Linked DNA regions of Mus musculus: all the other regions are linked to region 2. Evidence: chromatin contacts called from public ChIA-PET, HiChIP or PLAC-seq and promoter capture Hi-C data. All regions are on one chromosome and are shown on one strand. Each heading gives the region's core, a stretch centred on a gene start, on an enhancer-like site or on the middle of the called end of the contact. The rest is flanking DNA. Distances are from core to core; before and after follow the strand shown. Region 1 holds the start of Ssh1 (slingshot protein phosphatase 1). Region 2 holds the start of Gltp (glycolipid transfer protein). Region 3 holds the start of Sirt4 (sirtuin 4). Region 4 holds the start of Dynll1 (dynein light chain LC8-type 1). Region 5 holds the start of Srsf9 (serine and arginine-rich splicing factor 9). Region 6 holds the start of Cox6a1 (cytochrome c oxidase subunit 6A1). Region 7 holds the start of Msi1 (musashi RNA-binding protein 1).

Region 1 (3,713 bases), core at 387-2,886, 700 kb before region 2:
CCTTAATGTAATTTTTAAAATGTAGGTAGTGTGCGTAGTGCCAGGCACACACAAGGGTCTGGTTCAAACATTTAGTACTAAATAACATTAATAATAATAATAATAATAATAATAAAATGATTTTTAAAATGTCCTAATCAGTGTCCTGAAAAAAATTTACCCCCCATACAATGAATTCTTATAGAAAGGAAAGAAATGATTAGACCCAGTATGGGCAAACCTTGAGACCAGCACGCTTAGAGGGAGAAGCCAGACAGAGGCAACACTGCATATTTCCTGTTATATGAACTACAGCGTAGGCAAATGTAGAGAAGTAGGGGACGCCCCGGGGTGGGGGTGAAGCAAAGACAAGCGGTAACTGAGAAGGGCGGGGCGCTGAAGCTTCGGGACTGAGTGGCTGAGCGGGTGTGTCTACTAACGCTGACTTACATACTTCCAAAAGGTAAAGCCACAGGCTGTGAGTTACATCTCAACTAAAAAAAAAAAGATTAAAAGCCTAAAAATGTGTCTAATACAGGAACTGGAAGCGACCAAGTGTTAAATTCCCATAACATTATGGAAGTTGGCTAGAAATCCAGGCTGAGAGCCAGGTGTGGAAAGCTCTTCTGAACTGACAACATCTGAGACGCAGAGGCAGGGGGCCAGCCACAACTACATGATGAAGGAAGGAAGGAAGGAAGGAAGGAAGGAAGGAAGGAAGAGAATTTCGGCTGCAAAGGCCTGTACTGCCCCTCCCTGCTTCCCTATGCTCCTGTAGTTTCCTAGGAAGAACACAAGATAAAAGGCACTTTGTAAACTGTTGTAGGGGAACCGAGCTGTGTGGGAAGAGAGGCCTTACTACAATCTAACTTCTCAGTTGCCCTGCCTAATTGTGTGCAAAGAGGAGGCAACCAGAACCTTCTGCCTGCAGATAAAACTCATGAAAGAGTCTCAGACAGAAAGGGCCCTGGAGGCTTAACCTCACAGCCATTCTGCAAAGATGCCTGCCAGTCCCCGCAAGACGAGCCCAAAACGCACCAACACGGGCACGCAGGGGTGCTGAGCCAAGTCTCACGCAGACACACAACCCCGGGAGAGGGCCCAGATTCCAGCTGGCAACTTCCTGGGCCTGCGGGGCTAGCCCAGCACAGCGGGGCGTCCCCTGCAGCCGGCTGGGTCATCCGGGGTTTACTCCGAGGCCTTAAGCTCATCAGGGGAAGGGGGTGGGATGAGCCCGGCTGGGGTAGCACAGCCTGGGGCAGGCCGTCCTGAGGACCCGGACGCTCCGGTCCCCATCTACCCCGATTAAGCAGCATGAGCTCAGGCCCCGAGCGGAACCCGAGACCCTGCAGCCCAGAGCCGACCAGAGCCTTTCCTGGTGCCCTGCGATCTGGAAGCATCCCCCCCCGCCCCCCCACCTCCGCGACCCCAGCCCGGCGCATGCTCAGTCACCGGGACGCGGGGACGCCCGCACCCCAAGGGCGGACGCACCTCCGCCTCACACCTTGTGGGAGGGTGCGGCCGGGCTCACCTCGCTGTTGCTTGCGGAGGAAGACGCGGCGCTGGGCGTGGGAGAGCGCTGAAGGGTCACCAAGGCCATCGCGGCGCGGGCCCGGCCCGGGGCCTCCAGCAGCCGGCCGGGCAGCCGCGCCGGGCCCGCCCCTCGCTCCCTCCCTCTTCCCTCCTCCCTCCCGCAAACTCCCCACCCCCCACCCCCTTCCCCGGCTCCGGAGTCCGCCGGGCCCGCAGCGCTCGGGCAGTGATGCGCATGCGCCAGTGACCGGCCTGGGGCGGGCCCCGCCGCGCGGTCACGTCCACTCGCGCGCGCCCCCGCGCTGGCTGCAGCCGCCCGGCCTGGGCCCCTCCTCCGCCGCTAGACTCGCGGGCAGCGTAGGGAAACTGAGGCCTCCGAAGGCAAGGCCAGCAGAGCAAAGCTGCCCAGAGTTTGTAAAAGACTCACTCGTTTATTCTTTCAAGGAAAGTTACTCTGCTCATACAAAGTGCGGGGCCTCCCCCCACCCCACCCCACCCCCGGGACTGTGAAATCCGCTTGCAGAGTTGCTTTGCATAGGATTGGGGTGTAGCCCAGTAGCAGGGTGTCCCGCCGGCCTACTCAAGGTCCTGGATTCCAACGCCTGCACCACCAAGGGCTGATCTAATCTTCGAATTCCTTCTGGTGTCTAGAAACGCAGACTAGTGGGTGGCGAGAGGAAAGGCTTCTCGAAGGAGTAGTACTTGCTAGGAGGCAGGATTTCCGTGAGCTGGACTAACCCACGGAGGGAGAGAGAACTGTGGGCCGGCCAGAAGCTTGCCCGGGGACAGCAGTGGGGATAAGCGGGCGCGTTGCATTGGCTTTGGAAAGGTTGCCAGTGGGCCAGGGTGAGGGACCCCAGCAAGGCGGTACTGGGCAACTTGATAGAAACTTCTCTTTCACAGAGCCCCGACCCCTACTCTGGACCTCTTGTGGTACCCAAGCCTTGCTAATCACAAGTCTCCAGTCCCACTCCATCATCCTCAAAGCCCGAGAGGAAACCTGGCTCCTCCCTGCCTCTTCCACCGTCTTGAGGGTATCAACAGTCTCCATCCTCAAATAAGGATTGTCTTTCTTTTTAAATTTTTATTTATTATTATCTGTGTGTGTGTGTGATATGCGTATGAATACATGCATGAATCAAATTCAGGTCACTAGCCTTAGTGGCAAGGCTCCTTTATGTACCATGTAACCAACCCTTAAAGGGGATTTTCAGTGGGGTTACCCCGCAATGTAAGGAAGTTTCCAGTTGCTCGTATTTAACAGACGCTCCTGCTAAGTGCAAAGAGTCTCGGTTTTTAAAGATCTGAGAATGGCGCCATTAACTGCCCCCTATGTCGACACAAAGCATCCTCTGCATTTTCAGAAGGCAACTATGTCAAAACAGGACTGAGTATACTTTTTGTCTGTGAATTTGGTCCACAGTTTTTCAGCACTAAGTAAGACAGGTTTTGAATGGCAATACCCAGCAGGGCTCCCCTCTGTTTGGAGCTATTCTTTGGCTGATAGATGATCACGAGTGTTCCAGAATGCCAGCTTTGTGTGTGTGTGTGTGTATATCTGTGTATGTGTGTGGGTGTGCATGTGTGTATGAGTGTGTGTATATGTATGTGTATACATATATGTGTGAGTATGTGTGCATATGAGTGTGTGTATGTATGTGTGTGTGAGAACATATGCATGTCACAGTTTGACCACCTGCAGAGGTCAAGACATCTCTGCGGAGTCAGTTTTAAACTCATAAAGTTGTGGATGTCATCAATTAGAGCAGAGACGACCTTCTCAGCCCTCCGGGAGCATCAGGCTCAGGATTCTGAGACTTCCCAGTCTCGAAGCCTGTATGGTCTTCTTATGACTCACATTTGAATGTTTGGGGATCCCCAGAGAAGACAGCCCCTAGAGATGGTGCACTGATTAGTTTTATATCAACTTGACATAAGCAAAAGTCAGAGGAGAGGAGGGCATTTTCTCAATTGAGAAAATACCTCCATAAAATCTGGGCTTGTAGAGCATTTTCTTAATTAGTGATTTTTGGAGGAGGGCCCAACCATTGTGGGTGGTTCTACCCCTGGGCTGGAGGTCCTGGGTTCTATAAGAAAGCATGCTAAGCAAGCCATGGGGAGCAAGCCAGTAAGCAGCACCCCTCCATGGCCTCTGCATCAGTCCCTGCCTCCAGGTTCCTGCCTTGCTTGAGTTCCTGTCC
Region 2 (3,385 bases), core at 355-2,854:
TTACGAACCCAGGACAGGCTGGCTCGAACTAGCAACTACTCAGAAAGCCAAGGGCACAGAAGACATAGTGTTGTCGGGGCTGGGAGGTGACTCAGCAGGTCACTGTGGAGCCCCATGACCTGAGTTTGGTTCCCAGAACCCATATTGTGGAAGGAGAGAACAAACTTCCGAAAACGGTCCTCCAGCCCCCGCCTGTCTGTCCCCCCCCCCATGCCAACACACACAAATAAATATATTTTTAAAAACAACATAATGCTGTCATAAAAACCAAAGCTAACGCCAACAGCTCCCTCTCTCTGGAGATGCAATCTGATCTACAGCTGAGATACAGGCGAAAAAAAGCAGGTCTTAGGCATGCCACGGGTTGACAGAGCACCCACTGGGCAGTGCTGGAGCTTTCTCAGCCTCTGAGAAAGCCTGAGACCTGCTCTCGGGATGCTCCTCCAGGCTGGCGCATTGGGCCCGAAACTAGATTCAAGAACTTCACACAAGTTCCTTTCCACAGCTAACACCCACCCTTCACAGGCTCTCATTTAGTCCCCACCCCCAAACCTGCCATTTCACAGATAGGGACTCCAAGACACAGATCTACATGGCCACACACGCCCTATCCCCACCAGGGGTTGAGTGGGTGCCAGACCTCCTCAGGCTAAGGCGGTTTCAAGGCTCTGTCCAAGTATTTCAACTGGACTCTGTACCCGGGAGCTGGTGTCATCCTGCAAAGTCACCAAGTGAGCTAGCAGGGTAGGGCGCTGGGAGCGTCCCCACCAAGAAGAAAGCTGGGCTCAGGTAGCAGCACCCTCTGTGAACCGCAAGGCAAAGGGCAGGGCAGGAGGCATTAGTTTTCCTTCCACTTTACAACAAGGTCTTAGGCTGGAGGAGGGGCGGGGAGAGAACGCGCCTGAAAGTGGCTTGGGGACTCATTCCAGCGCTCCTGGGAGGTGCTTCAACTTGACATATGGAAGACCGGACTTTTTCCTTTTCGAAAGGGGGTGGGGATCCGAGCTAAGCACCCTGCAGCTGACATCACCCCCACAATCCAGCCCCCTTTCCCAGATGGGGGAAACCCTTTTCATGACTTCCTCTAAAAAGGGCCCTTGAGTTTTGCAGCTCCATCTTCAAGTCCTTGGAGGTGGTGGGGTGGGATGGGGGTGTTCTTTGGTCTGGGATGGGAAGAGGCTGGGGTGGGGGGTAGGGCTTATCGTTCAGAGTGAGGGTGGGGGAGAATTGAGAACCATTCTGAAGGGGGCGGAAAATGAAGCCGGGGATGAAGATGTTAGGCGCAGCCGGAGGGCTGATGAAGCATGCCCACGGTGCAATAGCAAGCGGTGTTTGGGTGCAATGGATGACAGGGAGTTAAGGGCCCGGGTGCATCTGAGGAAGAGGGATCTGGGCAGGTGAGGAGGACTGGCAAAGCCCGGGACTCACCAAAGAAGGGCGGCAGGTGAGCCACAGCCTCCAGGAAGGGCCCGGTCTCGATCTGCCGGTCTGCGGGCAGCGGCTTGAGCAGGTGCTCGGCCAGCAGCGCCATTTCGGGGTCGAGGCCCTTGGTGATGCCCCAGCCCGCGCCGAGGGCGTCCGCGCCCGGGCTGTCGCCGCCCGCCGCCTCCCGGGACGCCAGCGTCGCCACTTCCGCCCGCGCCTCGCAGCGAGCGCCGAGCGCCGCCCGCAGGCCGGAGCCATGGAGCACTCGGCCCCGCCCCTCAGGGGCTCTGCCAATGGGCGCCCACCGCCGCGCCCTTCCGACCAATCGAAGCCCGCCGCCCCCGCAGCCGCCGCGCCATTGGTCTGGAGGCGGGGCTTAGCGGAAGCGCGGGCGTCTTGCACCTGGTGAGCCGCGCCCAGGTTGGGATGCTCTGGCCGGGTTTACAGCTCAAACCCTGACGGGGCCTTGTTTCCCAATCCAGGGTCCTCCAAAGTGCCAGGTTCGCGCCCCACAGCCTACACCCCGGCTCACCTCAGCCACAATGCAGCCTAGCTGCTGCGTCCTGAAACACAGAGCTCAGTGTGTTTAGGGAACACTCCCTAATTCCATGGAGAGATAACAGCCCAAATTCCAAGTGGAGAGCCTGGTACTCCGCCCACACTGAGTATTCAGTAATCCTACTCTGCACTGCTGCTGCTCCGTACTGTGATGGTCACGGAGGATAGAGTGACCATGGCGCTTAAGCAAAGCCTTAAATTGAGGGAGCCGGAGAGCTGTGAGCGGTGCACGGGAAGGGCGAGCAGGGGCTGGGAGTAATTTGGGCAGTGGTGGCGCACGCCTTTAATCCCAGCACTCGGGAGGCAGAGGCAGGTGGATTTCTGAGTTCCAGGACAGCCTGGTCTACAGAGTGAGTTCCAGGACAGCCAGGGATACACAGAGAAACCCTGTTTCGAAAACCAAAAAATAAAGGAAGGAAGGGAGGGAAGAAGGGAGGGAGGGAGGGAGGGAGGGAGGGAGGGAGGGAGGAAGGAAGGAAGGAAGGAAGGAAGGAAGGAAGGAAGGAAGGAAGGAAATTAGTTGTGGTTCATAGTAAGGGCAGTGAGAAGATGTCTAGGGGCCAGAAAAGCATATACTAAATCTTGTTAAATGATTTTAATTTACCCTTTCAGGAGGCAGATGGCAGAAAGATTGACCCAAACTACAGGCATGACCCCAAGAAGTCGCGGGCGGGGAAAGATCCGACCGTCCTTATCTCTTGCATGCCCAGTCACGTTAGATCTCCTACTGATAGGTGCCCAAGCCACCAATTTCAGCTTGTTCCCACCCCACCCAGACTCCCCGCCTCGGGCATCCCAAGATGCAATCTTCCTACAACAGCCTCCCCAGTGTCCCAGCTCTGCCAGAACCCCACCCACCTTTGGGAAGACTCCCTAATTCCATGGAGAGATAACAGCCTGCACTGGGGCCTCTGGCTTCAGAGAGAATCCTGATGGCTCAACCTGCTCCATTCCAGCTGAGACACTCAGAAACCACATGTGACTCGACACAAGAAAGATGGATCTTTTAGATAGTAGCTTGGTGTCCTGAGACAGGTCTTGAAAGTTCACCCATCCATTCATCCTTCCCTTTCTTCATCTCCCCATCCCTCCCTCTCTGCCTCCACCCGTCCATCCACCCGTTTGTCCATCCACCCGTTCGTCCATCCACCCGTTCCTCTACTCATCAGAAAGCACTTGCTCTAGAGTTGACTCCTTTTTTGTTTGTTTGCTTGGGGTTTTTTTTGTTTGTTTGTTTTTGTTTTTTTGAGACAGGGTTTCTCTGTGTAGCCCTGGTTGTCCTGGAACTCACTTTGTAGACCAGGCTGGCCTCAAACTCAGAAATCTGCCTGCCTCTGCCTCCCAAGTGCTGGGGTTAAAGGCCTGCGCCATCAAGCCTGGTTTAGTTCTATTTTTCTTGAGA
Region 3 (3,691 bases), core at 422-2,921, 790 kb after region 2:
TGGCGGACCGGAGCACTGCGGACGAAATCAATGTGCTGGATGGGTCTCCGGTCAGTGCGGGCGTAAAGTCCCACCTTTTCTGACCTGTAGTCTGGGATGCCGGACTCGGTGGAGATCCCCGCGCCTGTCATCACGAGGAGTTTCTTGGAAAGGCTAATGAAGCGCTGTAACTCTTTGATCTTTTCAGGGTCCAAAGGAGGGCTGGGCGGCACAAATAACCCCGAGGGTCCACAAGAACGCGGCCGGCTGAGGTGGGTGATCCAACGGCCCTTTGTCGGCCTGAAAGTCAATCCGCTCATTCTTATTCTGGAGAGAAAGAAATCCATGAGAGCAGCTGGGTTTTACAAGTCAAGTTAACCCACCAATTGATAGACACCGGAACTCTATTCGACTATGAAAATTTTGCCACGGTGGCCCCGGCCTGGGATTGTAGCACTGGGGAAACAGAAGGGAGGACGGTTCGTCCGGAAGCCCTTCAATTCTCAGCACCTACAATGGTGACTTACAACTATCTTTAACTCCAGTTTCAGGCCCTCGTCTGCGCTCTGCAAGCGCCGAGGAATAAAAGGGATGCGCAAATACACGCGCAGGTAAAATACCCAAACACATAAAATAAAATTTAATTTTAAAAAATTAAATATTTTTTAAAACAAACTTTAAAAAAATTTTTTTTTACTTATTTTATGTATATGAATGGTCAACCTGCGCGTACACCTACTTCCCAGAAGAGGGAAGAACTCATCAGAGATGGTTGTGAGACACCTTGTGGTCGTTGAGAGTTGACCTCAGGACCTTTGGAAGAGCAGGGGGTGCTCTTAACCACTGAGCCATCTCTCCAGCCCTAAAAAACAGACTTTTAATAGCCCATTATTTTTCACCTGCTACTAATATAAACATGTTTTAGTAATATTTATATTTTTGTTAATATTATCTCTCATGGGACTATTTGTTCTATAACTCTACTTGGTTTAAATCAGATATTATTATTATTATTATTATCATTACTTGAGACAGAATTCCCTGTAGCCCAGGCCAAGGAATACAACTAAACCGAATTATATCATTTCTCCAAAAGATTTTTTAATTTTAGTATGTCAGTTTTGTTTTGTCTTTTTCTACACGGTTCTCGGTACCAAATCCAGGGCCTCTGGGATGGACGCTAAGTAATCACTCTGTCTGCTTACCCTGCATTGTAAATTCTGCTACTTGGACACATAAAAATCAAGGCATACAAACTTGCCTGTCTGGTTTTCTAGTTGTAAAGACAAGCCTTTGACACAGTCTTTGACATAATGCGGAGCTATCGAGTGATAGGCACACATATTTAGGCTTGGCTTCCTATCCAAGAAGAGCTCAGGACCCTGCTTTCTCCATGAGATTTCCCAGCTACGTGTGAACGGCTAAACAGTCGGGTTTTGCCGGGATAAATCCTCCTTGTCCCCTCGAGAACAAAAGAGACAGATGGAATCCCTAGTAAGAATGCTCAGCGGGAAACCTTCAGCCGGATCAGAACACTTACCTTCCACAATTCTCACCCAACAGTGGGACTCGCTTGTTACGTGTGCATCTTGGGAAATGTAGTCCGCGAAGCCGATCTAGTTGGAAGAAAACTACAAGTCCCAGAATCCTACGTGTCTCCCACGCCAAGATTCTTGGGCGCTCCTCTACGGATTGCCCGCTGTCTTTCCTGCTCAGCTCAGTTAAGGTTCCGGATATGCTGCTGACGCCTGGGGCAATGATTGCCTTTTGAGGTTCTTGTAGTGTTTGTTTGTTTGTGGCTTGTGTTGTTTGCTGAGAGAGGGTCTGACATATCCTTGTCTGACTCCAAATCCGTGATCCTCCTGGCTCCACCTCCCAAGTGCTCGGATTAGAGGCTTGTGCCACCAAAGAAGTGGTTAATATTTCCCATGTCCTGCGTGCGAAAGAGGATCCAAGCAGTCCTAATTTAGGAATTCGCTCTCTTAAAGAAACTCTTTCACTAGTAGCACAGGACAATAATCTGCCACTCAATAGGCTTAGGCGGAAGAATCACGAGTTCAAGGCCAGTCTGGGTGACTTAGTGAGACCTCGGACTCAAAATAATACTGTAAGAGCACTGGGGCTATAGCTCGGTGTCAGCGCGTTAGCCCAGCCCTGGGTAGCCCTGAATTCACACTAGCGGGCATTTCTCCATCCAAGACGCTTTTTAAAATAGACTGGTTTTTTTTTTTTTTTAATAATGTGTGTGTTTTACCTTCATGCATACAGGAGGAGCTCCTGACGGCCATAAAAGGGCGTCAGATCCCCTGGAACTTGAGTGACAACCTGTTGTGAACTGCCCTGTGGGTGCTCGGGATGGAATCTGAGTCCCCCTGCAAGAGTAGCAATGCTCTTGTTTGTTTGTTTTGGTGTTTTCGAGACAGGGTTTCTCTGTATAGCCCTGGCTTTCCTGGAACTCACTCTGTAGACCAGGCTGGTCTCAGAGATCCACCTGCCTCTGCCTCCCAAGTGCTGGGATTAAAGGCGTGCTCCACCACCACCTGGTGAGAAGCAATGCTCTTAACCAGTGAGCCACCTCTTCAGCTCTCCCAACCCCTCCCCAAAAGACCCTTTCTTTGTTTTTTGTTTTTGTTTTTCTGAGACAGGGTGTTAATGTATAGTCTGACACTTTTTTTTTTTTTTTTTTTTTTTGGTTTTCCGAGACAGGGTTTCTCTGTTTAGCCCTGGCTGTCCTGGAACTCACTCTGTAGTCCAGACTGGCCTCGAACTCAGAAATCCGCCTGCCTCTGCCTCCTGAGTGCTGGGATTAAAGGAGTGCGCCACCACGCCCAGAATTTTTTTTGACACTTTTAATAATAAATAATTGCCCCCTTTGTTTTGTGTTTGTTTTAAGATGGGTTCTCACTATGTAGCCTTGGCTGGCCTGGAACTCCTTATGTAGACCACGCTTGGCCTTGAATTCATGGAGATTCACCGGCCTCCGCCTCCCTAGAACTTTGATGAACTGAACGATGTGTGCCAACACGGTTCGCAGATTTGATTGGTTTTCCTCCTAAGTGCCCACGTCCACTTCCACTGCAAAGTAATTAAATTTCCTGCTATAAGTTAAAGATTGATAGGGGTCTGCCAGGTGGCTAGGCAGGTGAAGCTCTGCCACTTGACAACCCAACTTTGACCCCCTGGATCGAGGGAGGAGAGCGCCAACTCCACTTTTGGCCCACATGCACACACAGTGTTCTTATTCTAAACAGCAAAATAGATCGTGGATGCTGGGGAGATGGCCCTGAGGCTCAGAATTACAGCTGAAGCATGAAGACCTATGTCTGGATTCCAGTACCCACATAAACTCTCCTCCCAGCACAAAGGCGAGCAGAGAGCAATCGGACGGCTGGCACCTGCTTGCTCCCAGCCTGGTGGAAGAACTGGAACTCCGAGTTTATCGACACGCTGTCAGATTCTGCCTCAGAAGGAATAAAGTAGGGAGTGATGAGGGGGATCCCCAAGATTCCCCTCTGGCCTCCGCTGACTCCCCAACACATACGCAGTACACACACACACCCCAACATACAACCAATTTGGATTACGAAGAAATGTGTCCACGGACTTGAAAATGGACGCTTTGGCAGCAACTATGAGCAGAGCCACGTATAATGCATAGAGACTGATACACTCCCTCTCCTGACTTCAGGAGCTCTTTTATGTTTTGTTCTGG
Region 4 (3,540 bases), core at 1,025-3,524, 610 kb after region 2:
GAATGGCCACCTGACCCAGGTAGAAGTAGATGAAGTGTTTGGTTTCATGTGTCACATAACTACCGAAGTTTCGGCCCACAATGCAGTGCCAGGTAGGGTTGTACTTCTTGTCAAACTCCTAGGAAGAAGAAACAGAAATTTAGTGGTACACCTGGAGGATTCACTTTCCAGAGCCTGTAGGACCAGAAAGGGCAATCCTGGCATCTGTAATTGTCTCCACACTGGGACTGAATCCAGGGCATGGGCATGCAGGCAAGCGCTCACCACAGCCCCAGCAAATTCTTAAGAGAATGTTCCCTGGCTTTAAATCATCTACCTAATGCAACGTGCTTGCAGTCTGAGGTAAACTGAGAATGGGAGCTAAGAAGATCAAAGGTAGAAGGTCATTTTCAAGGACAGTTCTGTTTCAATGAGGGCACTTCTGGACTACTTTGATTTTTTTGTTTTGTTTTGTTTTCTAAAGACAGGGTCTCTCTGTAGTCCTGACCGCACTAGAACTGGTTTGGTCTCAAAAATCAAAGAGATCTGCCTGCCTCTGCCTTCCTAGTGCTGGGGGGTTAAAAGACCCATCATCTGCACCTCACCTCTGACTCCAGCAATTCGATGGAGGTAGATGACATCAGCATTTGCAGTTCATCAGGCTCCACCACTGTATTTGCCATGCACCCCAAATCAGGAAGACAACCACCACCCCCCCCCCCAAAGACCAAAGGACAAAGTCTCAATTACCACATAAATCAAGCCAGGCTGAAAAATGCAACAGAACCTGACAGTTAAATGCCAGGACTTTATCTTTTAAAATCGCTCTCCTCCACATCTACCCAGTCTTAAAAATTAGCAAGTTAGAGAGCATCTGCTACCTGATTCTCCCATCCCATGGACATTAAAACTAGCAATGTGTTCATTTCTTCACTAGTTGGATAGAACCAGGGCCAGAGATGATGTAAAATTCTTTAGGGCTCCTACTATCTTATCGGGCAATCGGTATGAAAACCTCATTTATTAAGCAGAATGTCTCTCTTACAATCCAGACGCACATACTGCTGCATTTGTCAAAAAAAGATATTCAAGCCGGGCGTGGTCTCGCACGCCTTTAGTCCCAGCACTTGGGAGGCAGAGGCAGGCGGATTTCTGAGTTCGAGGCCAGCCTGGTCTACAAAGTGAGTTCCAGGACAGCCAGGGCTACACAGAGAAACCAAAAAAAAAAAAAAAGTATTCATTTTTGTTCCATGTGAGTCTTTCATCCTCCCGTTCTCCACTGGAACCCTCCCACGGCTTCGGCTTCCAGTTTCCTTCCAGCAAACATAGCTTGAGAAGTTGGCAGTCTTGCGCCAGCTTTCTACAAAACTGCCATTTACCAAGCCTCCACCCAAGCCCCCCAAACCACCACTGCCACCCACTTTCCCTGAACTGTCGACTAACTCCCGACTAGAAGGCTGGCAAGATCTCCTCCTAGCCCGGCTGGAAACACCCACGCAGGCAGGCGCAACCCCCCCCCCTCCCGGAACACCCAGATGGATCCTCGGCGCAGGAATTCTACAGCAGGGGGAACTGCTCGCAACTCCCTGATCTTGGAAACCGTTGCTAGGTGGCGCTTTCCCCCAAGGAGCTGGGGGTTTAAAAAAAAAAAAAAAACTTCTGGCGTTGAGGGTCTGGTCTTCCCCAGAGGAACGCGAAACCCTTGCGTCCTTTCTAGAACTATCCATCCCGAGCCGCCCTGAGTGCTACAGGGAAACTGCCAGGCGCCCAGAGGACGCAGAATCGGGGAGTAGGAACTACGCGGCGCCGGGTCCTCACCTTCTTGATATGGGCCGCAATATCCTTCTCGATGTTGTACTTCTCCAACGCCTGGGTAGCGCACTCCACCGAGTCCTGTTGCATCTCTTCCGACATGTCTGCATTTTTGATCACCGCCTTCCGGTCGCACATGGTTACCTGTGTGGTGACGAAGCGCAGGGAAGAGGGAGAGGGGTCGGGTGCGGGCCGCGCTCGCTGCCCTCCCGACCGGCGCCCCCCTTGAGGACGACGCCCCCACCCGCTTCCGAGGGGCAGCTCCCGAGGTCCGCACCGCAGGCCCGAGGTAGGGGGGACGGGGAGGACCCGAGCCCGGTCTCACCGTGGAGCAGAGGCCAGCCGGCTGCTGCGAGCTCCTAGGGAAGGTGCGGGCGCCGCTCAAGCAGCAGAAGACAGCCGGTCGCTACCGAAGCCGTGGCGCATCTAAGCTGCCCCACGCCAGCCGCCGCCGCCTAATCCCTAGGCCCCGCCCTGCGCCCGCGGCCCCGCCCCCGGCCCGCGTCGCTATTGGCCATCCGCTACCGCCAGCCTCTCCCGATTGGCTAGCGGATTCAATGGTTCCCTCAGGATCTTTCCCCCGCGTTTTGTTGCAGACCACAATGCACCGCGCACAGCGTCGGTTGCCCGGGCGATGCGCGGCACGCGTGCGGAGGCCCACACACCCTGAAGGCGGAGCCCCGGGTCGAGTGGCTGGCTCCCGGACCACCCAGCAGTCTGGAAGGAGGTGAGGGCGGGCATTTTCCTCTCGGGGGCCCCACTGAGGTTAGCGCAGGGTGTGTTCTGGAATCGCAGGTTCTAGAAGGCTGGGAGCTGCCGCCCCAGGTGCCGCCCATTTCCACCATCTCCCCCCACCCACCCGGGGTCCGCACGATTTATGGCCTTTGACAGGTGGCCTCGAGCTTAGCAAGGGTGAGCCATCGATGCAGTTGCACTCAGGGTCTCGTAGGGCTTGGTTCGAAGCTCTGCTGTCACATTCCTGAAGTTTGTAAGTAAGTGCGTGTGTCTGAGGAGGCCCTGGGCTTGAGAGGCAAGTTCTACGTTCTGCCACTGAACCCTGTTTTCTTTCTTTTTCGTTTTTTCTGCCCGTGTCCTCCCCACCCTACCTTAGCATCGTCTCCCTAAGTAGCCCCAGGATGATCTAAAGTTCGCATTTCTTCTTGGCGCCTCCCCCATGCGCCATCACACCGGGTTAAATTCCGAATTTTATAACATGACACTACATGCTTATTTCGTACTGTAGCCCCTGTGTAGCTGGTACTGCCCTAGGAGACCGTATACATACTGATAGCCTAATGATTGAAGGAGAAATTCGGGAAAGGGATCGCGTATCCAGGAGGTAGAGCCTGTCTGCCAGGCAGTGGGGACCTCAAGATCTGGAATGTGGGTGGATGCCCAGTGTGTACAGGTGAGGCTGCTTCCTCGGATAGAATGTCCATTTGGGCAAAGTTTCTTGGCTGAGGATTTATTTATACAAAGGAAGACGTATCTTAAGAAAGTGATCCTAAGATGTGTCTCCTCTGGCATTTATGACTAATCGTACCCACATAATAAATAAATAAATAAAAATAACAAAATACTGGGCTACCCCTCAGTCAGTAGAGCATTTGCTTGGTATGAGTGAGGCCAGAGGCTGCATATTTGATCCCCAGGAGGCTCCAGGAGGGAGTCAGAACACTGGAAGACAGGAACAGAAGGATCAGAAATTCAAGTCCAGCTTTGGATAGATGGCGCCAAGGCTAGCCTGGG
Region 5 (3,687 bases), core at 90-2,589, 640 kb after region 2:
TACTGGGTATTGAACTCAGGTCCTTTGGAAGAGCAGTCAAGGCTCTTAATCACTGGCACCATCTCTCCAGCCCCTGGACATATTGTTTTATGGTGTAGCCTTAGGCTGGGATCCAAAAATCTTACAGAGAACAAATGAAACAACAACCGAGCTGCCTAGGGTTACAGCTCTCTATCATCTTGCTATCTTTGCCTTATATCCCTCCAGGCATCTAGGTTTGAATAGTTTTTCAGGGTAGGATCTCAGTAAGTTGTTGTCAAGGCTAGCCTAGAATTTTAAAGTCTCTCACCTTAGCCTCAGGAGAGTGAGATTTACTGGCATGCATTCCCACTCACTGTTTTGTTTGGTGAGGTTGTTCTATAGTTTAGAATGCACAAATAGGCAAACTCTACAGTGATGCTTGTGGTGATATGAAATAATACATGCGTATCCTCCACAGATTCTCTTTTCTCTCTCTTTCTTGGAGACAGGGTAGCTGTGAAGTTTCAAACCCGGGATGATCCGCTGAGGTGCCTATATAAGATACCAAAGCAGACCTGGTCTCCAGCTTCTGGCATCCTCCAGTCCTTATCTGTTACAGGGTTTGGCTGACATACCCCGCCCTCCAGGCCAGGGGCTAGGCTGCCCTTCCCCTAGAGGCTCTTCCCTATATAATCCAGACATCTTGACTACCTTCCTCTTTTTACACCTTTTGACCTTCTGACTGCAGGATCTGTTTCCCCTCTCCTTCCCGCCTCTCCTCACAGGGCCCAGTTCTGCCTGGTCTCGTCCCCTTCTGGACTCTCCTAGATGGCCTCCCTCTGAGTATAGTATGCTCTCCCACATACCTACAATAAACCTTCTTCTCCACTATACCTTTTATTTCTCTATGTAAACCAGGCTGGCCTTGAACTCATGGAGATAGTTGCTCCTGCCTCTGTCCGGGTTCGGAGTGTTGGAACGAAAGGTTTGCGCATCCACTCTCCATTCTCCAGAAACTCGGACAACCAAGCTTTGGCGACCATCTCAGGCTTACACCTCGGGTCTAAGGGACGACTACAGACCTGAGACCGAGGGCCAGGATAGCCCAGCGCTGGGCAGTCTGAGGGCTTCTGTGGGGTCCGCGTCCTTCTCCTCAGAAGGACAGCCCCAAGCTTAGTGACCTACCAGCTTAGGAGGCGCTCGGGTCCCACCTCCGGGAACCTTCCGCTCGCATCTCTAGGGAGAGACCCCGCCCTCTGCGCAAGCGCACCTCGCGGCGGCGGCTACCCCTTTAAGATCGCTTTAAAAATCCTCCGACCGCCGCCCCCTCCCGCCCCCGCTTCCTCACGGCTTCCGCGCCGCGTTCCCACAATGCAGTGCGGCTGAGCGCCTCGGGAGCCCGCGGGGGAGGCTGCGGCGGGGGGCCCCGGGCTGAGGAGGCGGCGTCGGCGGCGGAGGCGGCTGCGACGGGACGTGGGCTGCGGCGGGCCCGCGGCGTCGGCCGGTGCGGATGTCGTCGGGCTGGGCGGACGAGCGCGGCGGCGAGGGCGACGGGCGCATCTACGTGGGCAACCTTCCGTCCGACGTGCGCGAGAAGGACCTCGAGGACTTGTTCTACAAGTACGGCCGCATCCGCGAGATCGAGCTCAAGAACCGGCACGGCCTCGTGCCCTTCGCCTTCGTGCGCTTCGAGGACCCGCGGTGAGGATTCCGCCGGCGGCTCGCCCCATCTCCGCCGGGCCCGGCCTCCCCTCCCCTCCCCCAGCGCCTTCCCCTCCCCCTCCCCGCCGTGCTGACCCCTCGCGGCGCCCCCCCCCCACCCCCGGCTGGAGGCGGCTTTGCCTGGTGTCACTTCCTTCAATCGGAAGGCTCCAGCCCGCCCGACTTGCCCCCGAGGAGGGTAAAAACCAGCGCGCTCTGCCCAGCCCTCGAGTTTGGGAAAAGCACCCTAACGGGAAGCACCCCGAAATGAGGGAAGCGCGGGGCTCGGGTCCCCCGAACCGACCCTGCAGAGGACTCGGCCGAAGGCGACAGTCGCCCATCCCGCCCCCTCCTCCCGAGTCCGGGTTCGGGTCTGTGGGTGGGGGTGGCCCTCGCCGTTACCGGGGAACAGACGGCGTTGGCGGGGACCACAGGTTGCCTTGGGCGGCTGAAAAGCGGGGTGTCTGGAGCCAGCCCTCACTTGGGCGCCCCACCGAGCCTAGTTCTAGTAAAGGGGGATCAGATTAAACAGCGGGAGAGAGAGACGGGTGGGGGGTTAGCATCTCTGATTTCATTCCCCTCTAATGAGGGAAGTTAATTCCCCGCCAGAAGCCAGAAGTTAATTGTAGCAGGGATGTGGAAAAGCTAGGCTCCCCCAAAACCCGCGCCGAAGGATCTTTGATTTTTTTTTTAATTATTATTTTTATTTTTTTTGTGTGTGTGTGCAAATGTCGTGAGCCCTGGGTCAGGAAGAGGCCGGAAAGTATGCTTTAGTTTAGAGATCTCTGCGCCGTTGGCGGTCGTCCCCTTGGGAGGGTCAGTAAGGACCTGTTCCCTGTCTTCTCAGCCTCGTTGGGAGGAGAGCTTCATCTCTGCCTGCCGACCCGGTGTCTCGCCGGCCTGGGTTGGAGATTACGGATTCACAGTAGAAGTACTCCGGACTTCGATGGTTGAAGACTAACCCAGCTTATCCCCTAAGTGTCTTGCAGTTTGCCTCAAAAAATAGACTGAAGCTTTTTTTTTTTTTTTTAAATACAAATGAACGTGAGAAAAATTATGGCCCTAATGAACAGTGCCATTGTGTCTTTAATAGTCAAGTTCTGTGTCAAGTGCCACGCCTCGTGTAGTTAGCGTTTTTCAATAGCCCATGAAGCAGAGGATGCTGACCGTATTTCACACAAAATGCGGATTGTTTAATGCAAGAGGTTAGTAAAGGGATAACAATTGGTAGGTGTTTGGAGAGGATCTAGGTAGGATTTGCACCCCGTAACTACTGTGTGGTGTGACAAAAGACCTATATTCTGCTCTATTTGGGAAGTTTCAAAGAAAGCACTTAAGATTTGATAACTGTTGGATAGGCAGTTATAAATTAACTATAATTTCTCAATTAGAGTTATAAAAGCTTCAAGAGGTAACTTAGATCCTTTACCTACAAATTCTGCTTTTAATCCCTAATACGCCTGACCCTTCCAGTCCATTGTAATTCACTCCAGCAATCAAGGTGCCATGGTCGTGTTCCTTGATGCCTTTTGTGTGTGTGTGTGTGTGTTTTAGACAGGGTCTTATACTATAGCTCTGACTGGCCTGAACTTGAACTCACAGAGATCCGCTTGCCTCTGGCTCCTGTAGCTGGTGTTAAAGACGTGAGTCACAGAACCTAGACCTCTTATCTTTTTTTTTCTTTTTTTTAATTTATGTATTATTTATTAAGATGACTTATGTGTGTGTGTTACCTGGCTATATTTGCTCCATGTGCATGCCTGTTGCCCAAGGAAGTCAGAAGAGGTGGTTGGCTCCCCTGGGACTGGAGTTACTGATGGTTGGGAACTGTCCTGTGGATGCTGATGGGCCCTCCTCTCATTTGTCTTTAATTTAATTTTGCAGTGACTTTTTGAGGCAGTCTTTCTTTGTCCACCACGGTGGTCTCAGAACTCCCTGCCTCAGCCTCCCGGGTGCCTGGTTTTTGAAACACTTTTAATGTGTCTCCTGCTCCGTGAGCTCTGTCTTGTGGAAGACTATTACAAG
Region 6 (3,782 bases), core at 1,171-3,670, 660 kb after region 2:
AACTGTGACACAAACACCTGCACTCACGTGCACATATGCGTGTGCACACACACTGACTGCTATTCCAGAGCTCCTAGAAGAACAGAGGTTGCAGAAGGACTAGAAAACTGCGACCTAAATTCAATCCTTTTGCTCACTACCTTTTTAAAAAAAGACTAACTCAGGCTAGAGAGATGACTCAGCAGCTAAGAGCACTGACTGCTCTTCCAAAGGTCCTGAGTTCAATTCCCATCAACCACATGGTGGCTCACAACCATCTGTGATGGGATCTGATGCCCTCTTCCTGTGTGTCTGAAGACAGCTACAGTGCACTCATAAAAATAAATCTCAGCCAGGCAGTGGTGGCACACGCCTTTAATCCCAGCACTTGGGAGGCAGAGGCAGGCAAATTTCTGAGTTCGAGGCCAGCCTGGTCTACAGAGTGAGTTCCAGGACAGCCGGGGCTACACAGAGAAACCCCGTTTCAAAAAACAAAACAAAACAAAACCAACCCCCCCCCCCCCGCAAAAAAAAAAAAAAACCAAAAAAACAAAAGAAGAAGTTCTGTCCTCCTATAGAGTGGATCCCAAGAGACTAGCCCTCACTGGCAGACTTGGCAAGGTTGCTGAAACAGGGTTTCCTTATCTAGCTAACCTGGAACACTAAATAGAACAGTCTAATCAAAAACTTACAACGCTCCTCTTGCCTCTGCCTGCAGTGCTGGGGTTACAGCATGTATGACTCTGCCAATCATAGTTTTGTCTGATTTTGAGACGGGTCTCTTTATGTAGCCCTGGATGTCCTAGAATGTGCTATGTTGACCACCTGCCTCTGCCAGCATGAATATTATTCTGTGTACATCTCTGTGGGTATATGCACGAGTGTAGGTGTACACAGAGACCAAAGATATCATCCCTGCCTGCAGCTGGGGCTAAAGAATGTTGTGAGCCACCCACTGGAAACTAGGCTCTTCTGTAAGAGCAGCAGCACTCTACACCACTGAGCCCTCTCTCCTGTCCCTTCCCCTCCATGTTTGAAAAGCATTGCTCTTGGTCAATAGCTCACAACCATTTTTGGCTTTCTGTGGTAACCCCATTTAGCCCAAGCTAATCTCCATTTCATAACGTGGCAGAGAATAACCAGCAACTACTACTGATAGAAACTTCCTGATAGCTACTACTGAGAAAACGCTTGTTTTCTGACCCCAAGTGCCAGGGGCGGGATATGGGAGCATTATCTAGAGGCCTTAGGAGGGGGGTGCTACTGCCACCTAGTGGGCAGAGCCCCAAGGCAAGGCTGCTGTCAAACACCTTTTCTTTTTCTGAGAAAGTCTCCCCCCTGGCTGTCCTGGAGCTCACTTTGTAGACCAGACTGGCCTTGAACAAGACATTGGCTCTCTTTGGCCTCTCAAGTGCTGAGGCTGTACGGGAACGGCATGGAGCCTTCTGGGTTGTAAAATTGAAGTCTAGAATAAGTTTCTGCAAGGCCAGTCTTAGGTGAATTAGGTGATACAGTGGAAGACGGGCTTGTTAAAATACATCATGAGACATTATAACTGTCTTTTTTTTTTTTTTTTTTTTTTTTTTGGTTTTTCGAGACAGGGTTTCTACACGAACAGCCAAGGCAAAGAACTGATAAAACGACAGGCACTGTGAGAACCAACGGGCAGTCTGTGCTTAAGCCTACGCCAATCGCCCGGATCCCGGATCACCTTCAGGATTTGCGGCTATAAAGGGACACCCCAAACCTCCAAACTTTCCCGCAGGAAGCTAATAAAGTGCACCATTGGACAAAAGGTGACAAGTTGGAGGAGCTGAAAGCCCGCAGGCATTTACTGGGTGGCCTTTTAAGAAAACCGAGCCACGACCTACAAACTGGCTTCCCTTCCGTCAAACGAAGAGTAAATAAAATATTCTATCTGCACGGACGGACAGGCAGCCAAGATCCTAAAACTCCCCCAAGGGCTGGGCCAGGGGAGTGGACAACCCCGCAATAACGGATGCCTGGAGGACGGACGGACAGACGGACAGTAAAGGCGCAGCGCCTACCTTGGTCCTGATGCGCAGGTGAGGGTAGGCAACGAACGGGGGTCTCTCGTGCTCTTCGTGCCGCGACTTGAGGAACACGTTGAGCATGCTCACTCCCACCCCGGGCAGCGCCACGAAGTAGGTGAGGGCCTTCCACATCCGAGCTGCGGCGGGGGCCACAACGTCAGCCTCGGCCGCTCCCTCCCGCCAAGGTCACCGCCCCGGGCTCCGGCCCCGCCACGCCGCCGCACGCCACCCGCCGAGACCCCACGCCCATCCGAGAGCCCCCGGGTACCTGAACCCTCCTCGCCGTGGGCGCCACTCGACATGGGCCGCCTCAACCCGGGGAGGGCCCGGCCCAGCGGCCGAGAGACCCGAGACGCTGACAGCACCGCCGACGCCATCATGGAACTACACCGGCGCGCCGGAAGCGGAAATGGGGACGGGCGAAGGGGGCGGGACAAAGACGCCGAACGACGTTCCTATTGGGCAACGCCTTCTCAGACCTGGCTAGGAACTCCAGCGCCTGCGCACTTTATCCGTCCCTGGGGCGGCTGGAGCGAGAGCGCGCATGCGCCCCGTTCCTGTGCCCCATCTCCCTGCTTGTCAGCGCCTAGGTGAGGATGTCCGCGGAACTGAACTTTTGCGAGCTTTTCTGGTTTTAATCGCTCCCTTCTTTGGAGTCCCTGGACAGGATCTGAAGTGCGGAGAACAAGTCACGTTAGCGGAGGCGCCATTCTCTTTCCTCGCTCGCTGCCTTCTAATTCCGCGATTTCCCAGGCCCTCGACAGCCCTGTCCTTGTCGTTATCATTGTCCCTATCGCTCTTAAAGACCGTTGTTATTCTCTTCCGTTGTGCCCTACATAGACTGTAAAGTCCGCAGTGCTTAGATTTTTGCCAGCGCTGCATCCCGAGAGTTACCCGAAATCTTTCATGGCAAGTAGCAGGTGCTTTATGCAATTTAATGAATGAATGTATGAAACCGTGTATTAATGAGTCAAGGAACAGACCCAGGAACCAGTAAGGACCCTGCAATTGCCAGCAAATCTGGACTTTGTTTAGCTCCATATCCTCAGCGTTTGTTCAATGTTCCTGCTCCCGCTTTGAATACTACACACATCTGTTAAATTTTGTCTGTAGAACTTTACAAATATCTCCTTTTTCCCTTTTTATTTATTTATTTGTTTATTTATTTATTTATTTATTTTGGTCTAAAAGCCTCGCATCTTTAATGCTAGTATCTGCGAGGAAGACGCAGATGGAACTGACCCCAGGCCAGCCTCCTCTACAGAGTTCTAGGCTATCCAGAGGCTGCATAGTGAGACCCTGTCTCCATAAAAACAAAAACAACAAAACACGCTGTACTGGTTAGTTTTGTGTCAACTTGACACAGCTGGAGTTATCACAGAGAAAGGACCTTCAGTTGAGGAAATGCCTCCATGAGATCCATCTGTAAGGCATCTCAATTAGTGATCAAGGGGGAAAGGCCCCTTGTGGGTGGGACCATCTCTGGGCTGGTAGTCTTGGGTTCTATAAGAGAGCAGGCTGAGCAAGCCAGAGGAGGCAAGCCAGTAAAGAACATCCCTCCATGGCCTCTGCATCAGCTCCTGCTTTCTGACCTGCTTGAGTTCCAGTCCTGACTTCCTTTGGTGATGAACAGCAGGGTGGAAGTGTAAGCTGAATAAACCCTTTCCTCCCCAACTTGCTTCTTGGTCATCATGTTTGTGCAGGAATAGAAACCCTGACTAAGACACACGCCAAGTGAGGTGGCTCATA
Region 7 (3,498 bases), core at 598-3,097, 740 kb after region 2:
CTCTCTCTCTCTCTCACACACACACACACACACACACACACACACACACACACACACACACACGACACACCTCAAGTTCCAGCTTAGATCAAGGTGGTTAAGTATAGGATGGTCCCCACCTCCCAATCTAGGGGACACTGAGAACCTGGGAGAGTAGGAGGAGACAAATAGGGAAATGGCAAATTTGTTTGTACCCGATGGCCGGATATACCTGCTGAGCTTTCCCACAAGGTTCCTAAGGAAACTTAAAAGGGGCTCACTCTCTCTCTGGGGTGTGATGGCTGGGGGGAGGGGTGCGTGCTAGGAGGAACAGGAAAGCACCTCTAGGTTGGGGTGCCAGGACCAGGGGCACACATTATCACAAAGGAGAAAGAGTGCAGGATTGGTCCTGCACACAGGTGGCTACTGAGTCAACCTGGGTGGATGTAAGGAAGGGAGGAGATAGGGATGCGGGGTGGGGGTGGGGTAAAGTGGTAGGGTGGGGCTTGTAAAGGCACCTTAGCCTCCTGTTTGGACCATTTCTATCGTGGTTTCAACCAGGGAAGTGAAGACATCCCTTGGTCTTGAGGGAGGAGGGTGAATCTGCCTCTTGTCATATATAAGGGACTTTCTTGGTCTTCCCAGGCTGGAGAGAAGGAGTTTATGGGGGTGAATGAAGAGACATGGGGTTCAAGTACTAGGAGGTGATGCTAAAGAGCCAGGAGTTAGAGGGAAGAAGACAGGAGTTTGGCTTCATAGAAGGAAATTATTTACAAGGGAAGTTAACTCTAAACCTGGTGGAGAGTCAGCCCAGGTTCTTCCAAATCAAATGGAAGGGAGCTAGGACCCCAGATGAAAGGGAGTCACTTGGAGGGTGCACAGCCTGGAATCTCCGAGACACCGACTTCTCTCTCCACTTCATTGGGGACCCTGCCAGCGGGCAAGTGTTTGGAATCAGTTTCCCCCCACTCCAGACAGTCCGAAAGGGGCTGGAAGTGAGACAGGAGGAGGTGCCCACAGAAGGCCGGGGAGGTGACAACTTGGGAAACCTGGCTCGAGGCTGGGCATTCTCTCAGCTGACCATAGGGGTCCCAGGTGTGGAGAAAAGGGGTTTAGGGGAGTTACAAGGCACACTTAATTTGGACAGCAAGGGCCGAGGAGGGGCAAACAAAACTGGGAAAGATTCTACTAGTGTTGCTGATAAATGCTCCCCACTCGGGACGCAAGGCACTACGAGGGCTCCCCAAATTGGACGTGGGAAACTAGGAATGGACTGGAGACTGTCGTCAAGGCAGTCTAAATTAGGTTCAGGAGAAACTGGGGGTCTCCAAGGGCAACTCCTCGCTCGGACTGGGAGAGGTTTCTTACCAGTTGGAAGGTGTTGGGGGGCACTGAGCTATCTCCAACCCGACCCAGGAAGATTGGGGGCACCTTCTAAATTCTCAATAGCGAGGACCAGGGAGGAAGGACTAGGGAGGGTTCCCCCATCCGAAGCCGAGCTACCTTGAACGCACCGGGAAGCGCTTCATCCCGGGAGGGCGTTCCCCACGGCTGGGCCCCCGCGCCGCTGTGGGTGAGGGGTGCGGCCGCGCCCCAGGCCCGAGCCCGCACCAGGAATCAGGGGAGCTCGCTCACCCCCCGGACACACAGGAACCCCGAGGGAAGTGGGGAGGGGGGTCCCAGCGCCGCCGCCTCCGCGGGCGCCCGGGCGCGCGCCGGGCTTTATGCGCGCAGGGCGGCGGGGGGAGGAGCCGGCAGGTCGGCCCCCGGCGGGCCCTCCCCTTGGCCGTCCCCGCCCGCCCGCCCGAGCGGGGTCGGGGGAGGGGGCAGCATGGCCTGTCCGTCCGGCCCCCTTCGCCGCGCTCCTCATCTGCCCCGCGCCGAGCGCCGCCGCCGCCGCCGCCGCCGCCGCTCCGCTGCCCGCGCCGCCCGCGGCTCCCGATGGAGACTGACGCGCCCCAGCCCGGCCTCGCCTCCCCGGACTCGCCGCACGACCCCTGGTACGGTCCGGCCCGGCCCGGCCCAGCCTGCCCAGCCCGCGTCCGCCCCGGCCCCGCCAACATGGCCGATCCGGGTCGGGCCGGGGCCTCCCCGGGGCTCGGGCCCGCGCCCCCTGCTCCCTGGCGCCCGGCGCTCACGCGGGCCCTTTGTGTCTCTGCTCCTCCCGCAGCAAGATGTTCATCGGAGGACTCAGTTGGCAGACCACGCAGGGTGAGCCAGCCCAGGGATCGCCCGCCGGCCCCCGCACCGCCACCCTGCACCCCTTGCGGCACCCCAAGCCCGGACGCCCCTGCCCGGCCCCGCGCCCCGCTGACCCCGGGCGCCCTCGTGCCCTCTTCCGCGCCCCGCCCCGGGGACCCCGAGAGCGCAGCACGCTCGGCGAGCGCGCACGGCCCGGCGCGGGTTGGGGAGCAGTTGTGGGGGGTGGGGGGCGGGTTGAGGGGGCATCGGGGGGGGCGGGCTGGGCCCCCGGGACCCGCCAGCGGCAGCTCCAACTCCGCTCGCACCTGCGGCTCAAACTTTTGTTGAGGCTGCTCCCGGAGCGGCGGGAACCCAACCTGAGCGGTCCCCTACTCCAGCCCGGCCCCGGCCCTTGCCTTGCCGAGGCCCCGGTGGGCGCCAGGAAGGCTCTGCGGGACCCCCCTCCCCAATCCCCGGCGAGGGCAGGGGTGGGGGGGCCGGCCGCGGAGAGTGCGCGCGGGCAGCTCGGCGCGGGGGCGGCGGGGCCGCGCCGGGGTCACCAGGGGCAAAGGACGGGGGAGGAGGGGGAAGGGCTCCGGGCCTGGGCTGGTCCGAAGGCGAGTGTGTGGTTACAGAAGGGCTGCGCGAATACTTCGGCCAGTTCGGGGAGGTGAAAGAGTGTCTGGTGATGCGGGACCCCCTGACCAAAAGATCCAGGTGAGTCCCGGAGACCTCTCCTGCCACCGCGCTCGCCCCTCCCGCCGAGGCCACTCGCTGTCCTTGTAACCATCTGCCTCTCCCTCACTACCGGCGCAGGGGTTTCGGCTTCGTCACTTTCATGGACCAGGCGGGGGTGGATAAAGTGCTGGCGCAATCGCGGCACGAGCTCGACTCCAAAACAGTGAGTGACCCTCGGGGTTTCGGGGGTCCTTTGGGAGAGGGAGGCTGCCGGAGGAGAGCGATCCGGGAACTCTCTCTCGTGGGGACAGTTGCATGGAGTTTGCAGAGTGAGAAAGCTGTCATGCCCTGAAAGTTTGTCAGTGGAGTTAGGGACAGAGGGAGGAAAGGAAAAAAAAAAATCTCAGGCCTGGGATAAGATGCCACACGCCCCACCTCCAGTGTTGGTGAGGGACGCAGCAACTACTACTCTTTCTCTGTGAGTACTAATCTTGGTACTTCTGGCTTTGGGGTGGAGCCGGGCCCCTATCCTACCCCCAGATTGAATGAGTCAGGGCTACAGTTACCCACGGTGGCTTCTCTGAAATCTAACTACTATTTGACTCTGTGACACCCCCTTTTCCATTCCAGACCAATGGCAAAGCATCACAGAGCCCTCCC

Evidence for each region. ChIA-PET counts read pairs in DNA pulled down with a chosen protein or histone mark. HiChIP or PLAC-seq counts read pairs in DNA pulled down with a chosen protein or histone mark. Capture Hi-C pulls out chosen DNA fragments and counts their contacts.
Region 1: a contact with region 2 is called in a FOXA1 HiChIP or PLAC-seq map of pancreatic cancer cells. The contact joins the promoter of Ssh1 here to the promoter of Gltp in region 2. A contact is called at or near these places in 2 of 115 datasets of contacts at active chromatin or transcription factors (microglia and pancreatic cancer cells).
Region 3: an HNF4G HiChIP or PLAC-seq map of pancreatic cancer cells shows a contact between it and region 2. The contact joins the promoter of Sirt4 here to the promoter of Gltp in region 2. A contact is called at or near these places in 2 of 39 promoter capture datasets (liver and pre-B cells), 1 of 484 Hi-C or Micro-C datasets (embryonic stem cells), 3 of 115 datasets of contacts at active chromatin or transcription factors (cardiomyocytes, memory CD8 T cells and pancreatic cancer cells) and 1 of 9 other capture datasets (embryonic stem cells).
Region 4: a contact with region 2 is called in an RNA polymerase II ChIA-PET map of memory CD8 T cells, with 14 read pairs. The contact joins the promoter of Dynll1 here to the promoter of Gltp in region 2. A contact is called at or near these places in 3 of 39 promoter capture datasets (HPC-7-derived erythroid cells, liver and pre-B cells), 4 of 115 datasets of contacts at active chromatin or transcription factors (bone marrow-derived macrophages, large pre-B cells, memory CD8 T cells and 1 more) and 2 of 9 other capture datasets (adipose tissue and liver).
Region 5: an HNF4G HiChIP or PLAC-seq map of pancreatic cancer cells shows a contact between it and region 2. The contact joins the promoter of Srsf9 here to the promoter of Gltp in region 2. A contact is called at or near these places in 2 of 39 promoter capture datasets (liver and pre-B cells), 5 of 115 datasets of contacts at active chromatin or transcription factors (bone marrow-derived macrophages, large pre-B cells, microglia and 2 more) and 1 of 9 other capture datasets (embryonic stem cells).
Region 6: a contact with region 2 is called in an RNA polymerase II ChIA-PET map of memory CD8 T cells, with 9 read pairs. The contact joins the promoter of Cox6a1 here to the promoter of Gltp in region 2. A contact is called at or near these places in 2 of 39 promoter capture datasets (embryonic stem cells and liver), 5 of 115 datasets of contacts at active chromatin or transcription factors (bone marrow-derived macrophages, large pre-B cells, memory CD8 T cells and 2 more) and 2 of 9 other capture datasets (adipose tissue and liver).
Region 7: a promoter capture Hi-C map of adipose tissue shows a contact between it and region 2, with 2.6 times the contacts expected there. The contact joins the promoter of Msi1 here to the promoter of Gltp in region 2. A contact is called at or near these places in 1 of 39 promoter capture datasets (liver) and 1 of 9 other capture datasets (adipose tissue).

Annotation. Positions count from the first base shown.
Region 1 is chr5:113,992,154-113,995,866 of GRCm38.p6, forward strand. Ssh1 (slingshot protein phosphatase 1) reads right to left here and starts at 1,637. Exons shown (of 15, transcript NM_198109.5): 1 at 1,511-1,637. The coding sequence starts at 1,579. It overlaps Gm52825 (a long non-coding RNA gene), which reads left to right. Exons shown (of 3, transcript XR_003955978.1): 3 at 1-81.
Region 2 is chr5:114,689,331-114,692,715 of GRCm38.p6, forward strand. Gltp (glycolipid transfer protein) reads right to left here and starts at 1,605. Exons shown (of 5, transcript NM_019821.2): 1 at 1,429-1,605. The coding sequence starts at 1,531.
Region 3 is chr5:115,482,813-115,486,503 of GRCm38.p6, forward strand. It overlaps Sirt4 (sirtuin 4), which reads right to left and starts at 1,672. Exons shown (of 5, transcript NM_133760.1): 1 at 1,520-1,672; 2 at 1-306. The coding sequence starts at 299. Gm42007 (a long non-coding RNA gene) reads left to right here and starts at 1,638. Exons shown (of 2, transcript XR_878704.2): 1 at 1,638-1,751; 2 at 3,231-3,691.
Region 4 is chr5:115,298,716-115,302,255 of GRCm38.p6, forward strand. Dynll1 (dynein light chain LC8-type 1) reads right to left here and starts at 2,275. Exons shown (of 3, transcript NM_019682.4): 1 at 2,117-2,275; 2 at 1,798-1,935; 3 at 1-118. The coding sequence starts at 1,929. It overlaps Gm13830 (predicted gene 13830), which reads left to right and starts at 2,405. Exons shown (of 2, transcript NR_131932.1): 1 at 2,405-2,518.
Region 5 is chr5:115,325,838-115,329,524 of GRCm38.p6, forward strand. It overlaps Srsf9 (serine and arginine-rich splicing factor 9), which reads left to right and starts at 1,340. Exons shown (of 4, transcript NM_025573.3): 1 at 1,340-1,662. The coding sequence starts at 1,472.
Region 6 is chr5:115,346,538-115,350,319 of GRCm38.p6, forward strand. Cox6a1 (cytochrome c oxidase subunit 6A1) reads right to left here and starts at 2,421. Exons shown (of 3, transcript NM_007748.5): 1 at 2,302-2,421; 2 at 2,028-2,170. The coding sequence starts at 2,410.
Region 7 is chr5:115,427,828-115,431,325 of GRCm38.p6, forward strand. It overlaps Msi1 (musashi RNA-binding protein 1), which reads left to right and starts at 1,848. Exons shown (of 15, transcript NM_008629.2): 1 at 1,848-1,979; 2 at 2,150-2,190; 3 at 2,796-2,877; 4 at 2,977-3,061. The coding sequence starts at 1,921. A930005G22Rik (RIKEN cDNA A930005G22 gene) reads right to left here and starts at 1,677. Exons shown (of 2, transcript NR_168295.1): 1 at 1,483-1,677.